Regions from separate parts of the Arabidopsis thaliana genome. Here region 1 is linked to region 2. Evidence: chromatin contacts called from public capture Hi-C data. All regions are on one chromosome and are shown on one strand. The core of a region is the stretch at or near the end of the contact, and the rest is flanking DNA. Distances in the headings are between cores, read along the strand shown. Region 1 holds the start of ZTL (Galactose oxidase/kelch repeat superfamily protein). Region 2 holds the start of AT5G57250 (Pentatricopeptide repeat (PPR) superfamily protein).

Evidence for each region. Capture Hi-C pulls out chosen DNA fragments and counts their contacts.
Region 1: a capture Hi-C map of seedling shows a contact between it and region 2, with 1.7 times the contacts expected there. The contact joins the promoter of ZTL here to the promoter of AT5G57250 in region 2. A contact is called at or near these places in 3 of 26 Hi-C or Micro-C datasets (callus, leaf and rosette leaf), 1 of 2 datasets of contacts at active chromatin or transcription factors (shoot) and 1 of 3 other capture datasets (seedling).

Annotation. Positions count from the first base shown.
Region 1 is chr5:23,239,979-23,242,678 of TAIR10.1, forward strand. ZTL (Galactose oxidase/kelch repeat superfamily protein) reads left to right here and starts at 1,342. Exons shown (of 2, transcript NM_125119.4): 1 at 1,342-1,863; 2 at 2,694-2,700. The coding sequence starts at 1,619.
Region 2 is chr5:23,197,012-23,199,831 of TAIR10.1, forward strand. It overlaps AT5G57250 (Pentatricopeptide repeat (PPR) superfamily protein), which reads right to left and starts at 1,513. Exons shown (of 2, transcript NM_001085290.2): 1 at 1-1,513. The coding sequence starts at 1,513. CYP71B10 (cytochrome P450, family 71, subfamily B, polypeptide 10) reads right to left here. Exons shown (of 2, transcript NM_125108.4): 1 at 2,375-2,820; 2 at 1,578-2,303. The coding sequence ends at 1,683.

The DNA of each region.
Region 1 (2,700 bases), core at 92-2,591, 43 kb after region 2:
GAAACTTATAATTAATAACACGAGGTAAGCCTGTTTTGTTAAATTGAGTATGTCAATTCATTTCATGAGATAATAACCTTCAAATAAAGTTCATAAGATAGTTGCCCCATATCGGTAACTTAGGCTTATAAAACAGTCTTATTATTGGTGATATAAAACAGTACTTAACTACTTATATATAAGTACTTACAACTTATTCTTATTATTGTTGATATAAAACACTAAAGTTGGGTTAAATCTTAATTCCAATTCAGCTGTTTGATGTTGGTTTAAAAGTCTGTTTGCACCTATGATTCTATGATATACCGAACCGATTCGATTAACCAGTAGTTACGAGAAGTTATTTGTTTCAACTAACTATCTATTGATTTGATGTAACTAGTTTGGTCCTCTGCGTATAAAAGGAACATTACAGAAGAGATTAAATGATAGGCAATTGATAATTGAGACGGTTCAAGAAAAGATTTAGCAACCAACAACCTTAACAAATTTTCATTTACGTAACTATAATTATAGATCTTGCTATTTTTCCATTTTATGGCGTCTTCTTATTACGAAACTCATACTATTCAGTCACATAATCTCATTTACTGGACTATAATGGGCTTTATTGTAATGGGCTTTATTGTAAGACATGAGCCCACAAATTTGGAAAGTAATAAGCTTCAGCTCAGCTAAAGAGAGTCTAAAAACCAAAGGGAAAAATGTCATTAAAATCCCCAACTTATTGAAAAAGTTGATTTAAATCCTCAACTTCCAACGAAACGAAATAAATATCAAACTTTTGTTGATTTTCCAAATAAATACCAAATTTTGGTTGACTTTCCAAATAAATATCAAACTTTTGTTCGAGTAGCCATATTAAGTATGACATTAACAGACCCTGTTATTAGAGTCCATTTTTTGTTAACAGACTCGTTAATTGAAAACGACAATATTCCCTATAACAATAAAACAACGTCGTTATGTCATAAATGCTCAATTAAATCCCAATTTCAAATCATATGAAGATTTAGGGTTAGAATTTTGCTTGATTTGGAGATTTAAGATTGGATTTGGGAATTTAATTCGGTCGTTATAATAAAACGAGGTCGCTTTCTTGTTATAGGAAACAATAACGTTTTAAATTAACGGATCTGTTAACAGAAAATTAACTCCGTGAACGCAATATGTTAATCTACTTAATATTATACCTAATATGACCATATATACGAAAGTTTGGTATTTATTTGGAAAGTCAACAAAAATTTGATATTTATTTCGTTTAGTTGGAAGTTGATAATTTAAATCAACTTTTTCAATAAGTTGGAGATTTTAATGACATTTTTCCCAAAAATCAAGGGGAGTTTTATGGTTTTATCTACTTGACCCGACAGAGAAATCCGGACCCGGATAAAATCCGACCCGTTCGAATGAACTCATACGGCCGAGATTTTTCCACCAAACTCGACGGTTACCACTCGTTTCTTTGTCCACCATCTTCTCTCTCTCTCTCTCTCAACCCCCGAAAATCTCCTTTTCCCAAAATTTTCCGATTATCTCACGCCGGATTGTTTTTCAATCGCCGTCTTCATAATCTCCGGCGACTGAAATCAGTCTGGTAACTATTTGAATTTTCATGGAGTGGGACAGTGGTTCCGATCTAAGCGCCGATGATGCTTCGTCACTGGCGGATGATGAAGAGGGAGGTCTTTTTCCCGGAGGTGGACCAATTCCATATCCCGTTGGGAATTTGCTTCACACGGCGCCTTGTGGATTCGTTGTTACTGATGCCGTTGAGCCGGACCAACCTATTATATATGTCAACACCGTCTTCGAAATGGTTACAGGGTATCGTGCTGAGGAAGTTCTCGGAGGAAATTGGTTAGTTGTTTTTTTGTTATCTTTGTGATTAGTGTTCTAATTGATGCGAGGAATTTCTATTTTTGGTTATTGGCTCACTTTACCAAATTTTGGCTACTTGGTGGAGTTTGATTAAGGTCCGTTTAGTTTGAGGATAGGTGAGGAATGTTTGTGATGATGGTAATCTGAAGGACACTCTATTGATCACTAGATTTAGTATGGATGGATACTTTGGTGGAGAGAAAACAAAGATATGTCTATTGTTAGATAATCATTAGAGTCTCTGCCAAATGGCAGAGAAGACTCAGTGGAGTCTCTGTGTGTGCCTAAGTATTCTCTGCCTTCAGATGTTTATTCAGTGATTGTAGTTTTCATATTAATCGAGCTCTCATGGCTGTTTTTGAGCTGTTTCAGCTGCTCCGCATGTTAAGGAAACTTGAAAGTGTATATAGATGCCGAGATAAAGCGAGCTATCCCTGTGTAGTTTCTCGGGGTCGTAGCGAACACAATAAATTCTTTACAATGTTGATGTGCAGTGAACCAGTGAAAAGGCTAAGTCCAATGCGTTTAGTTGTGTGTTAGTTTTCCATGAGAGAAGTGCTAGTAGCTTCCTTTATTAATAAGCTTTGATCTTACAGGAGGAGCTGATCAGTTCAAATAGTTGTTATTCTTGAACAGAATGAAAATCTGGTTAGGTTATAATTATGCTTGTTTGGTGTATTTGTTTTTTTTTTCAGTCTCTACATGCACGGCCAAATATTTTGTCTATTGCTTTTCCGCATCAGTAAGTTGGAGATAAATTTTGTTTTTGGTCTTATATTGTTTCTTAATTAATTTCTCGGATTCTGCAGCCGCTTC
Region 2 (2,820 bases), core at 263-2,762:
ACATCTCAAGTGCCTCTTCGATTTGACCCGTTTTGCAATACCCCTTAATCATCGTTGCGTATGTGGCTGTATCTGGAGTCAGATCCATTTCTGGCATTGCCCTGTAAAGTGCATCAGCTTCTCCATATGCACCCATCAATAGAAATGCTTTCAGGAGAATGTTGCACATAACCAAGTCCATAGGGATTTTAGCTTCTAAAAATCTACGCCTAATCTCTAATACAGCATCAATATTCTGCACCTTTATATAACTATCCAATAAAGTACTATAAGTAATGACATCTCCCACAACTCCTTTTGAAACTTCATCTGCCTCCGACACTCTCCCTGCCATGCAAAGTCCATTAATCACAGTGTTATACGTAAGAATGCTTGGTTGTATCCCTCTCTGCTCCATATCCCCCAACATAGAGAAAGCTCGATTCAAATTCCCTTTCCTACAAATTCCATCTATCAAAGTCACATACAGAAACTCATCCACTTCGATTCCAACACTTAGAATTCTATTGAACAACACAAATGCCTCTTCAAGTTTACCCATTTTGCAGAGTCCCCTAATAATAGCTGTATAAGTAATCAAATTCGGCTCTACTCCTTCCTTTATCATCTTCCCTAATAACCCCAACGCTTCTTCAACATTCCCCTCCTTCGACAACCCATCTATTAGTATCGAATAGCTAACAACGTCTCGATTCATTCCCTTCTCCACCATTTCCCTGTCCTGCATAAGTGCATCCACCAATGCACCTCCCTTAAAGTACCCATGAATCCAATTACTATAGAACACACAGTCAAACTCAAATCCTTCATCTTCCAATCTCCTAACTAAATCCCTAACTTCATCAACCTTACCTAACTGACAAAGAGCACTCACAAGCGTAGTATAAGTTACAAGGTTCGGCACTAGAACACCTGAATCGACAGCACTTTCGAAAAACCCTAACGCAAGTTCCGGTTTACCAATCTTACAAAACCCAGAAATCACAGCACTACATACGAAATTATCAAATGGGTAATTTACATTCTTGTTCGTCATCATCTCTAAAACCTCAATAGCATTATCCATCTCTCCTTTCTCAACGAACCGATAAATCAGTGAACAGAACGTTAAGGAAGAAGGAAACGCACCGTGATTCCGTAAACAATCTCGGAGAATCAGAAGACCCTTACTTGGATCATCACGTGTGATGCTAAATCCATGAATTAGAGAATCTAACATATGGGTCCTGGGAAAAATCGAAGCTTTTGAAATATGGATGTTGATAAACTTCTCTGCGTCTTCGTATCGATTCAAATTGAGAAATGCCCATGAAACGATTGAGTAAATCCGGTGATTGATGTTGATTTGCTTCGAATCTAGCTGAGAGTAGAATTGAAGAATGCAATTAAACTTCTGAAGACGGTAGAGATATCGAAGAAATCTGTCGATAGAGTTTAACGTTGGAGAGAAGCCACTTTTGAGAAGAGATTGGAGAGAAAAGAGTCCTGAAGAAGTTCGAGGATAAAGCTTCATGGAGATTTCGCAAAAAAGGCGTCTCCTTTCTCTTGCTAAGGAAACTAAACGAATATAGAAGAGTCGGTTTACAACAGTGAACCGGTTTGATTCTGATTGAACCGGTTTATTTGGTTTAACCATTACATTACTTATGAGAAGTAAAAGGTCATGTTTACTTACACAAGTGTTACACTAAAGATTTCACAGGAACAAGTAAAAGGTCATGTTTCTTATGAGAAGTGAGTCCAGAAGCTTCATCCATGTAAATATCTTCAACGGCAACACCTTCTGGTAACTTCCAATCAAAGTGATACAAGAGATTAGCAAGACCAAACTCAACTGTTGTTATCCCCATGTACACTGCTGGACAAATTCTTCGACCACTTCCAAATGGTAACAACTCATAGTCTTGTCCTTTAACATCAATGTCACAGTCCATAAACCTCTCTGGGAGAAACTCTTCTGGATCTTTCCATATCTCGGGATCACGTCCGATAGCCCATACGTTGACATGAAGCCTTGTCTTCGGTTGAATCGTGTAGCCGTTGATCTTGAATTCAGATATCACTTCTCTTGGGACTAGAAGAGGTGCTACTGGATGTAACCGGCATGTTTCTTTGATAACCATATTTAGGTAACTGAGATGATTTATCTCATCTAAACTTATGATTCTTGTTTTGTTGTTTTTCCCTATTTGGGCTCTGATTTCGGATTGAACTTTCTTCATCACTCGTGGGTTTCTTATGAGTTCCGCCATTGCCCATGTCATGGTTATTGCAGAAGTATTGATTCCCCCCAAAAGAATGTTCTACATACAAAAGATAGATAATATGTTTTACAATATACTAATCTTAAAGGTTTTAATGAGATATGTCTTACCATCAAGATTGCTTTGATGTGGTTTCTTGTGAGTTTGCCATATCCAAGAACAGCTTCTTCCTTTTCCAACCTCAAGAGCAAGTCCACAAAATCATCTTCACTTTCTTCTCTGTTTTTCTGTAGATGTAAATCAATCATTTGTTCATAGAAAGCATCAAGATCTCGTACGCTTCTCTCCCTCCGAGCGTGTAAACCCGTGAACCAATCGACAATCCAACCGACATACGGGAAGAAATCCGAAGCAGAGAAGCTCCCCAACATCTCAAGTGCCTCGTGGACTAAATCTTGGAACTTATCATTGTTAAGCACAGTTCCTTGGAAATTCACACCAAATACTGCCTTGCAAATTACGTTAACGTTTAAAGAAAGAAACGTATCACTCAAGTTAACCAGAGTTTTCTGAGAAGCAGATTCAGCAATTGAGTCAATCAGTTTCTCCATCTCCG